3 separate regions of the Sus scrofa genome follow, and regions 1 and 3 are each linked to region 2. The links are chromatin contacts, called in public HiChIP or PLAC-seq maps. All regions are on one chromosome and are shown on one strand. Each heading gives the region's core, a stretch centred on a gene start, on an enhancer-like site or on the middle of the called end of the contact. The rest is flanking DNA. Distances are from core to core; before and after follow the strand shown.

The links. HiChIP or PLAC-seq counts read pairs in DNA pulled down with a chosen protein or histone mark.
Region 1: a contact with region 2 is called in an H3K27ac HiChIP or PLAC-seq map of alveolar macrophages. The contact joins two enhancer-like sites. A contact is called at or near these places in 2 of 2 datasets of contacts at active chromatin or transcription factors (alveolar macrophages and skeletal muscle).
Region 3: a contact with region 2 is called in an H3K27ac HiChIP or PLAC-seq map of alveolar macrophages. The contact joins two enhancer-like sites. A contact is called at or near these places in 1 of 47 Hi-C or Micro-C datasets (epiblast stem cells) and 2 of 2 datasets of contacts at active chromatin or transcription factors (alveolar macrophages and skeletal muscle).

The regions. Positions count from the first base shown.
Region 1 is chr7:36,622,151-36,625,511 of Sscrofa11.1, reverse strand. No RefSeq gene overlaps it. Among named protein-coding and RNA genes, the nearest start is that of NCR2, 78 kb to the right of the region's middle. Within about 2 kb of position 1,986, at least 4 of the 83 cell types and tissues checked have an H3K27ac peak or open chromatin away from gene starts, as enhancers often do. A contact at or near this core is called in alveolar macrophages, where this site is marked.
Region 2 is chr7:36,891,515-36,894,849 of Sscrofa11.1, reverse strand. All of the region lies in intron 1 of TFEB (transcription factor EB), which reads left to right. Among named protein-coding and RNA genes, the nearest start is that of TFEB, 28 kb to the left of the region's middle. Within about 2 kb of position 1,764, at least 55 of the 83 cell types and tissues checked have an H3K27ac peak or open chromatin away from gene starts, as enhancers often do. A contact at or near this core is called in alveolar macrophages and skeletal muscle, where this site is marked.
Region 3 is chr7:37,162,703-37,166,094 of Sscrofa11.1, reverse strand. It overlaps a transcript of CCND3 not described here. Among named protein-coding and RNA genes, the nearest start is that of TAF8, 18 kb to the left of the region's middle. Within about 2 kb of position 1,329, at least 34 of the 83 cell types and tissues checked have an H3K27ac peak or open chromatin away from gene starts, as enhancers often do. A contact at or near this core is called in alveolar macrophages and skeletal muscle, where this site is marked.

The DNA of each region.
Region 1 (3,361 bases), core at 737-3,236, 270 kb after region 2:
CCTCTCCCCCTCAGTCTACTCCAGTCACACTGCTTCCCCACTGCTCTACAATCAGAAGAGCACACTTCTGCCTCAGGGCATTTGTACTTGCTATTCCCACTGCCTGGAATAATCCTTTCTCAGATTCCCTTCTTGTTCACTGGGCTAAGGATTTTTCACCCCCCCCCCACCAATATCTACAAGCTCTCCCTCTTCCTTCCTTCCCCAGCTTTGCATATCTCAGTAGCGTTTATTACCATCTAACATATGCTACATGCTTTACATATTTACCTGCTAATTTGTTTGTCTATCTCCTCCCCCTAGATTGTAGATGCTATGAAGATAAAGGCTTTTTTTTTTTTTTTTGTCTTTTTAGGGTCGCACCCTCAGCACATGGAGGTTCCCAGGCTAGGGTTCAAGTCAGAGCTGTAGTTGCCAGTCTACACCTTCGAACTACATCGCAGCTCATGGCAATGCTGGATCCTTACCCACTGAGCAAGGCCAGGAATTGAACCCACATCCTCATGGGTGCTAGTCGGGTTCACTAACCACCAAGCCACAACAGGAACTCTGAAGGTAAAGACTTAAAAAAAAAAGTCTCAGCCCAAGAACAGAGCTTCATGCATCGTGTCGTGGGCACTCAGGAAAAATGCATTGAATGAATGAGTAAATGAAAGAATGACTGAGTCACCTTTCTTTCCTGGGCCTTTCTTTCCTCATTTGTACAAGTGAGGTGACTCCAATGAAAGTCCCCTTAGCTTGGAGAGTCCCATGGCTCCTCTTAAACCTTACCTGCTAAACATCCAGTCCTAGGCCTTCTGCAACTCACCTGGGAGGGGAGGTGGGGGGGGAAGTGTGTACCAGGTTTAGGGGAGGGGAGACCTGAGGTGAGGCTTGCTTGGAGAAAGCTGATCAGTAGGAGGAGATGGAAGAGGAGCATTCTGCCCCCACTGAAGGAACAACCCCCTTCCTCTCACTCCCACGGACCACTCTCTTTTCTGACCAGAAGGCCTTTGGTCACCTGGAGAAGCCAAGCCTGGAGGATGCTGGCTGTATACAATTTCCCCATGAGGTGTGGAGAGCTGGTGGTTTTGATGGGCTGAAAGTAAGCGGAGGAGGATTCCAAGGGGTCTTCAGAAACATGGAATCGTCATCTTTCCTGATACTTGAGGGGTCAGGAGAGGCAAGAGGGGAGGATCAATCATTCATTTGTTCAGGCTGAATGTGCTTAAGATGCCTTTACTCTTGGGTCCCCAGGGCAGAGGCACTGCTGGAGAGGGGAGAAGGAAGTGGTACCCAAGGTGAGTCTTTGATGCCTGAACTGAGCATTTGACAGGCACTGGGAGTTCAAGATGAATAAGACTCAGTTCCCTCTCTGGGGAAGCTCAGACTAGTACCTAATAATTTTAAAAACAATGATTGATGTGTTATAATCAGGAAACTTATTTGGGGGCAGACAGGGGAATGATGCCCACTCTTCCCACAGTGGGAGAGGAGGTCAAAGGAGGCCTCTTGGAGGAGGTGACATACCTGACCAAGACTTGAAAGAGAAAGAAAGGAGAGCAGGGCTCTTGGTGAGGGTGTGAGCTTCCTCTCATGGAAGTGATGTGGGGAGAGATGAAAGCTGTGATTCGGGAAGGTGAGAGTGAGGGATAGAAGGTGGAGCCAAGGTGTCAATTGCTCTGTGTCAGTGCCGCCAGTGCAAGAGAGAGGAGGATTGTGCCACAGAGGTTGCAGCCTCCTCCAGCAGGCCCACTCATTCATTCAAGGAGTATCCCCAAAGACACCCCTTCCCCCGCCCCTGTGTGTCTTGCTTGGGGCAAGACCATGGAGGAGGCAGGGACATGCAGAGTGAGACCTGGGCCAGTGGTCAGGAGACTTGGGCCATCAACAGCTCTGGTCCAGGTTGGCTGTGTGACCCTGGGTGAGCCTGGAACCTCTCTGAGCTTTGGTTCTCCCAAGTGTAGAGGCAATAGATGATTTCAGCTGCACTGCATGACTCATGGATGACGCCGAGGACCAAATGAAATAATCTCACCATGTGCCCTTAAAGTATATGACAGAGGGACAAGAAATAACACAAAGCAAGGTCTCAGTCCTTCAAGAGCTTGGAGTGTGATCTTTGTAGCTTAGAGCCCCCTACCTTGGTCTCCAAACATTCTGTTTCCGTCCAGGTCTAGGAGCCCTTTGGGACTGGCTGACTCCCTCCCTAGCCTTGCACTTGAGTTGACTTCCTCCCTGACCCCCATATCCAAAGGAAGGCTCCCCCTCGTGGCATTTCCTGGAATAACAGAAGAGTTCCCCAGGCAAGAAGAGAAGGGGCCAGATCAACACCCAAAGGGGAGCAGGAAGAGCCCAGAAGAACCTGAAGACCTGAGAAAGGAACAGGGCAGACCTGTGAAGAAAGTAAATCCTGAAACGCCGTGTTGGACTAGGAGGGACCTGGGACCTCCTCCCACACTCCATTTATAGGTAAGGTAACCGAGGTTCAGGGAAAGGGAAGTAAGAGGCAGAACTATGACTCAGGGGTTCAAACACTCCGGTTCTAGGTTCATCCCATTACACTGAGTACCACATGCATTTATGTAACTCAATGAACGGCGTACACTGCAAATGCCCTCTACATCTGGCAGGGCCCCCACCGGGGCAGAGGGGGGGGGGGCTCTGCCTCTCTCTGGGGGCAAAGATTGCCAAATGCCACTCTGCAGTCAGAGTAGCTGGTATCACCTCATTGTCAATGTATCCTGGATCCAGAGATCAGAGATAGACAACTCACCTGGATTTTTCTTTTTTTACTGGGGTAAGGGTGCAGGGATAAAGATGGGGACATCTGGAGTTCCTGTCGTGGTGCAGTGGTTAATGAATCCAACTAGGAAGCATGAGGTTTCGGATTCGATCCCTGGCCTCGCTCAGTGGGTTAAGGATCCGGTGTTGCTGTGAGCTGTGGTGTAGGTCGCAGATGTGGCTCGGATCCCGAGTTGCTGTGGCTGTGGTGTAGACCAGCGGCTACAGCTCAGATTAGACCCCTAGCCTGGGAGCTTTCATATGCCGCAGATGCGGCCCTCAAAAGACACACACACACACACACACACACACACACACACAAAAGATGGGGACATCACAAAAGCCACAATTAAATGACCCACTCAACCAGAGGGGTGTGTGTGTGTGTGTGTGTGTGTGTGTGTGTGTGTGTGTGTGTGTGGCAGTTGCAAACATGGAGTGCTTTATTCAAAAAATTCTTGAACCTACATCTTCTAATTTAGTTCTGGCTGCTCTTATTAGCCCACTTTAGAGATGAGAACAATAAGTCACCAAGAGACTAAGTGATTTGTCAAGAAGAACAATAGGGAAGGACCAGTGGGGTATGGACAGAAGGCCC
Region 2 (3,335 bases), core at 515-3,014:
GTCAGGATCCCTCTAGATGCTCGCAGCAGAGGAAAGAGATCCAGCGTGAAGGCAGTCCTTATCATATGGCCTTTCCAGCCCGCTCTGAGCTACACCAGGCGCCCTCTCCTGGAGGGCGAGGCTGACATGCTGGGTGGCCACAGGCACCTTGGAGTCCCCTCCCGGCTCTAGCAGGCTGAGGCTGTGATTGTAGCGGTTTTTCTGACTTCCTTTTCCTGCCTCTGACTGCCCCTGTCTCTTCCCCTCCTGGGGCCACGAGCCCCATGGCTGCCACGTGGCTGCCTTTTAGTCATTCAGGAACTGAGCCTCCTAGGGCTCTCCCCCTGCGTCTCTGTGGAAACAGGATGCAGGATGGGGTGCAGTGGAGAGGGTCGGTGTATTCATGGGCGCCCTTCTTTGTCCCTGTCGAAGGCCCTGTCTGGTGCCTGCTTCCTGGAGAGAGGCCTCCTCCTCCCTGACTCCCCACCCCTGCAGACCCTCACGCCACGCTCCTGCCTTCTGGGGTCTGGGGCAGGGGCAGAGTTAGGAGAGGAGGTGGCCTACAGGTAGGGCCTGCACGGTGTGGGGGCAGGGAGGGCCGGAGACAGCGCTGGGGCAGGTGCCGGGCCTGGCGAGGGCACACACGGCACCATGCTCCAAACCCTGTCTTGGGCCACAGGCAGGCCTGCCAAGTCCCTTTGACTCATCTGTCCGGCCGCCACCCACAGCCTTTCCCCTTGATGTTTTCACTTCCAAACCGGGTTTGGTCTGGGCGCGTGTGCCAGGGCGGCGGGGGCAGGAAGGTGTCGGCCGGGGCTGGCCAACCTCATTCCTTTTGATATTCTCCCCCTGCTTACCAGTGGCCTCTATTTCCCACCCCTCGGGCAGGGCTGGTGCCGGCAGGGCAAACCTCTCCTGGTGCCGGCAGGGCGAACCTGCCCCACTTGGATCGGGAGGTGGCTGTGCTTATTCTGGCAGAAGGCGTGTGGGTGTGAGGGCTGGGGGGACCCTGGAGACGATTTGCCCAGGAACAGAAACGGGGGGACTTAGGATGAGGGTTTGGGTTTGTCTCAGGTTGGAGCTTAAGCATCTTTTGATCCAGGGAGGAGGGTAAGGAGGCTGCAGGTGGGCTGCCCGTGTCCCACCGCTGTGGGGAAGCTGGGCAGGCCGGAGGACACCATGGTGGGAGATGCTGAATGGGGGGAGCAGAGTGACAGGTGCCCCTCCCCCACCCAGCTCCACACACGATCGATCGGTTCCTCTCTCTGCTCAGCAGAAGCCAAGGGCTTCTTGTGCTGTTTTAGGACAGATAAGGGTTGGGTGAGCCGCCGTGTGCCTTTTGAGAGTGAGCCCACCGCAGGGTTCATCTCATACCTGTGTGTGTTGGGGGCGGGGAAGGGGCAGGTGGACGCGGCTCCCGCGCTCTGTCGCCTGCGGGGAGGGGCGGGACACTGCCATCCAGGGTCTTTTCTCACTTTAGCGGGAGAGATCTCCTCTGGCTTCCTGAGGGAGATGGCCTAGAGGTGGCAGCTGGGTGCCCGGGCAGGGCGGGAGGGAAGCCGAGTTCTCGGCCTGGGGCAGCTGCCACGGGGGAAGCCCTGGGCCGAGTGAGGGCTGAGCGAGGACCCGGGCCAGGGAGCCCCTGGATTTCGCGCCCCTACCGACCATTCCCAGAAGCCCAGCTCATGGCGGGGGCGGGGCCGGGGAGGGGACCCAGCCGGTGGGTGCGGGTAGCCGGGGGAGAAGAGCCTGTGGTTGTCCAGCCGCCCCTGCCTGCTCTGGCCGCCCTGTCCTGCCCCCACAAGGCATGAGTCAGACCGAAAGCAGAAGCTGCCAGACATTGCACAGGGTGAAGCCAGGCAGAACCAGCAGTGCTATTTTGGAACCTGGTTAATTCCCCCTCCTCTCCCCTCAGCTCTCTTCACTCAGGGCTCCCACCCCCTCCTGGTCACCGGCTCTTGGCCTTCCTCGAGCGGACCATTGGGGCGGGGACTTGATGTCCCCGGCATGGATGGGGGTGGGGGGCGTTGCTTAAAGCTCCTCCCCTTGCTGGACCACCCCTGCCTTCTCGGCCAAGAGGTGCCGGCTTCTCCGGAACCGGCTCCTAGGGTGTCAGGAGGGCAGAGCGCCCCCTCCCGGTGGGAGCTGGCAGGCCGGGTACGGGACGGTCAGCGGCTCTCAGGCGGCCCTGCTGGGCTGGCAGGCGCCCGGCCTGCCCCTCCTCCGCCGCTGTCAGGCCAGCTGTCAGCCGCCTCTCCCTGGGCTGGGAGCTGACAAGAGCTTCAGGTGGGAGCCTCGCCCGGCAGTGACTCGGAGAGGTTTGGGAGGGATTTCCGGACCCGGAGGGGAGATATTTTGGGGCCGAGGGCCTTTCCAGAACCCGTGACATCACGCACCCTCCAGCAGCCCCCACCGACCCCCTAGTCAATGGTTCTTTCTTGGGCATCCTAGGCCTGCTTAAAGGCCCCACGTTGTAGGGTTTCTTTGGAGTCTGCATGAGCCTGGGGACCCCTGGCCTTCCGGCCTGTGGTGGTGAAAGAGGTCAGCAGGTGTGTGTTTCTGAGCTGAAGATGGGGGTGTATAGGTGAGAGTGTTACCCACCCTTGGGTCGGTCTGGGGGACTGGGGGCCCTGCTGCTCGAAACTGTGTGGTCAACAGAGGGTGGCCCTTGCTATTGCTCTGCATGCATGTGTACCCGGGACAGGGGTGCAGCCTCCGTCCGCTGGGTCTCGCCGCCTCTCAGGGGGACCCTGAGGTTAGTGCTCCACTTGGCTATTACCCTCCAAGCAGCCTGGGGTGCTTGGTTTCATGCACTGGGGCAGTGGGTGGGGAGCGCTGTTAGCAGGCATGTTGCAGGTGACCAATTAGAATGTGGGTCCCTGTTAAGCTCAGGTGAGCAGGACTTAGGTTTCTCATTGTTTAGCTGGGTTTGGGGCTTAGGCAGGGGATGGGGGGGCAGAGCAATGCGGGGGGGATGGGGGTCTCCCAGGCCCGTTGCGGGGGGGGGGCAGTGGCCCCCCCCCCCCTCTGGGGAGCATACACCACCGTGTCCAGGCACAGCCTGTCCTCAAGGTTGTCTGCCCTCTGCTGGAGCTGTTCTCTAGGCAGGCAAGTCCTGGGGTGCTGTGTGTGTGCTGGCAAGTGTGCATGTGTGTACAGTGGTGTGTGTACAGGAGATGCTGTGTGTGTGTGAGTGGGTGTGTCTCCCAAGGCCTATCTGAATTCATTTCCCCTGGTAACCCAATCACCTTCCAGACAGTTCTTTCCCCCTTCCCCAGGCCAGAGTTCCCAACACCATGAGGGCAGAGGGGCTGGGCTCTGCGTTCCCACCTCCACCTTGGCTCCCGGGCCTAAAA
Region 3 (3,392 bases), core at 80-2,579, 270 kb before region 2:
AGATAAAATCAGGGGACAGAGGGGTGGGTGTCTGTCCTGACACTTGTCTGCCCCTTTGCACTTGGTGGGAGAAGGGTTAAAAGAAGAAGGTAGTGGCAGGCAGCTCCCAAGGCTGCCCGTTGGCCTGGCTGAAGAGAGGAGGGCACCCCTACCCACTCCAGTGCCCAGGGAGAGTGTATATGGGGGTCTCACCACCGTCTTAGTCCCTACCAGCAGGCAACCTGGCAGGGTCCCACATCACTGTACTTAAATGGCTCTCTTGAGGTCCTGAAGGCCCTCTCATCTCTAGCAGATTGTTGGGCAACGCCGCCCTGGCCCAGGCACCCCCAGCCAGCAGACTCAACGCTTGTATGCTAGCAATAGCCAGGACTGACTACGTAATTGGCAGAGTGCTTTGTTCAAAAATTATTAAGAATTTCTGGGAGTTCCTGTTGTGGCGCAGTGGAAACGTATCTGACTAGTAACCATGAGATTGTGGGTTCGATCCCTGGCTTTGCTCAGTGGTTAAGGATCTGGTGTTGCCATGAGCTGTGGTGTAGGTCGCAGACGCAGCTAGGATCTGGTGTTGCTGTGACTGTGGTGTAGGCCAGCAGCTGTAGCTCCAATTCCACCCCTAGCCTGGGAACCTCCATATGCTGCAGGTGTGGCACTAAAAAGATCTGTGTGTGTGTGTGTGTGTGTGTGTGTGTGTACACACATACAAAAAAATTAACATATAAAGAATTTCAAGATGGGAGTTCCTGCTGTGGTTTCTTGAGAGCACTGGGGCACAGGTTCGATCCCCCACCCAGCACAGTGGGTTAAGGATCTGGCGTTGCCGCAACTTCAGCTTAGGTTGCAACTGTAGCTCGGCTCTGATCCCTGGCCCAGGAGCTCCATATGCCCCAGGGTGGCCAAAAAAGAAAAAAAAAAATTTCAAGGTGGTGGCAACAGAGCATTAAACCAAAGGTGGAACCCTTCTGAGCACAGAGCTCTGTGGGCCTGCCCAGGTCACCTGCCCGTAAGGCCAGCCCCGAGGGTCACCAGCATTCATCGAATGCTTGCTGGAACGCCAGACCCTGTGCTAGGCGCTCACCACGCATGATCTCATTCCTTCCTCTCAGCAGCCCTATTATCCCTGTTGTGCAGACGAGGAAATTGAAGGATTAGACAAGCCGCATAACTTGCTGAGGTCACCAGCTCTTAAGGGCTAGAGCGGGGGACAGAACCCAGCCTGTCTACAGAGCCTGGGCTCTTAACCACCCCGGGCCGCTCCAGCCCACAGGGGTAGGGTGGTTGCTGGGCAAGGCAGCTGCTTCCTGTCCCCTTCTTCTGGCCTATCAGGGGCAGGAAGGAAGATGAGGCAAGAAACAGCAGCTGACAGTGCAGCAACAATGGCAGTGGTGGTGAGGGCGGCCAACCCAGACAGAAGCGCTGGGTGGAGACCGTGTGAGATGCACCCAGGGGCTGTGTGAGCTGGAGGCAGCTGATAGACACCGCAGCTGTGCCCTCCGCCCTCTCGCCCGGTGTGGGCATCGGGGAACCCTCCCCCTCCTCATATCACCTCCAGCTCTGCCTCTCTCTTCCTCTTTACGGCCGTGGTTGCTTCTCCTCACTTCTCTCCTTCACCCCTTTTCCGGCCACCCTGCACCCTCCCACCAAGTCCTCAGTATCCCCACGTCTACATCCGTTGTAATGAGCACCCGCTGTGTGCCAGGCACACTGCTAGCCACTGCATAGCTTTATCAGCCTGAATTCTCTCCACAAACACATGTGCATCATTATCGTCCACATTTTCCAAAGGAAGAAACAGAGGCTCAGAGAGGCTAAGAGGTTGGTCTAGGGGTAACACAGCTGTGAAGTAGCCCAGAGGAGACGTGGATGCAGATCTGAAGCCCCTGTGTTTTTGGCGCCTCCTGACTGCCTTCCCCACAGGATGGCGTTGGCCTGACTGGGTGCAGTGTGTCCCTGAGCGTGGAAGAGCCTCTTCTCACAAAGGAGGTGGTTTGGGAAATGGTTGACTCGAAGGAAGAATCGGTTGTATTTTGTGGAGGAGATGTTCCCCTCCTGTGCGGTAGCTGGGGCAGCATTCCTAGAAGGCTCTCTCTGACCCTTGGGAGAGCGGACCTGATGGAGTGAGGTGACAGGTTGCTGCAAGGATGAGCACTTGGACAAGGAGGAAGGTCCCTCTCACACATTGCACCAGGAACGGGAGGCAGGAGGCATCAGGAGAGAGTTCCCGTTGTGGCTCAGCAGGTTACGAACCCGACTGGTATCCATGAGAACTCGGGTTTAATCCCTGGCCCTGCTCAGTGGGTTAAGTATCCAGTGTTACCGTGAACTGCAGTGTGGGTCGCCGTCGAGGCTGAGATCCGGCGTTGCCGTAGCTGTGGTGCAGTCTGGCAGCTGCAGCTCTGGTTGGACCTCTAGCCTGTGAACTTCCGTATGCCAAGGGTGCAGCCCTGAAAAAAAAAAAAAAAGGCGCAGGGAGAGGTTTGGCTGCTGTAACGGAGACCCCGAATCAGGAGCCTGAACAGGATGGAAATTTCTTGCATGCAGGTCTGGGTGGGCGATTGGATCACTGGACAGGAATGGGGACCCCCACTCCTCCCAGACTGTGGCCGGTCTGTGCCCTTAGATGTTGAAGACAGCACTGCCCCTCCCCTGGGTCTGTGACCCAGCCAGTGTGAAGGGAGAAAAGGGAAGGAGGGGGCACTACCCTTCCTCTTCAGGACATGACCCCAGATTGCCAGGTCCCTTATCTCTTTGGCAAAAAGTTGGTCACCTGCCACATTTAGCTGCCAGGAGTTTGGGGATCTTACATAGTGGAGCTTTGGGTCTGAAAGGTTACCAGGAGGGGGATTGGATGCTGTGGGGCCCCAAGGAGCCTTTGTGCCAGGATCCGGACAGGCAGGGACCAAGAGGCATGTGTCACACACGTGAGGATAGCTTTTCAACTGTGAAATGTCTGAGAGAAGCATTCTCTAAAGGACATCTCTCTGGGGGAGCCCTGGGGCTGAGGGGCCAGGGCCCCCCACTCTGCTATGGCCCTCTTCCCTGGCCGGCCTCACCCCTGGTCAGAGGTAGAGGGTTTGACTCCCTCGCCCTTGTCCCAGGAGCACTGCAGGGTGAGGGGGGCTCCTTAAAGAGCACCTCACTTGCAGAGTTCCCATCGTGACGCAGTGGTTAACAAACCAGACTAGGAACCATGAGGTTGCGGGTTCGATCCCTGGCCTTGCTTAGTGGGTTAAGGATCCGGTGTTGCCGTGAGCTGTGGTGTAGCTCGCAGATGCGGCTCGGATCCCGCGTTGCTGTGGCTGTGGTGTAGGCCGGCAGCAACAGCTCCGATTCGACCCTTAGCCTGGGAACCTCCATACGTCGAGGGAGCGGCCCTAGAAAAGGCAAAAAGAAAA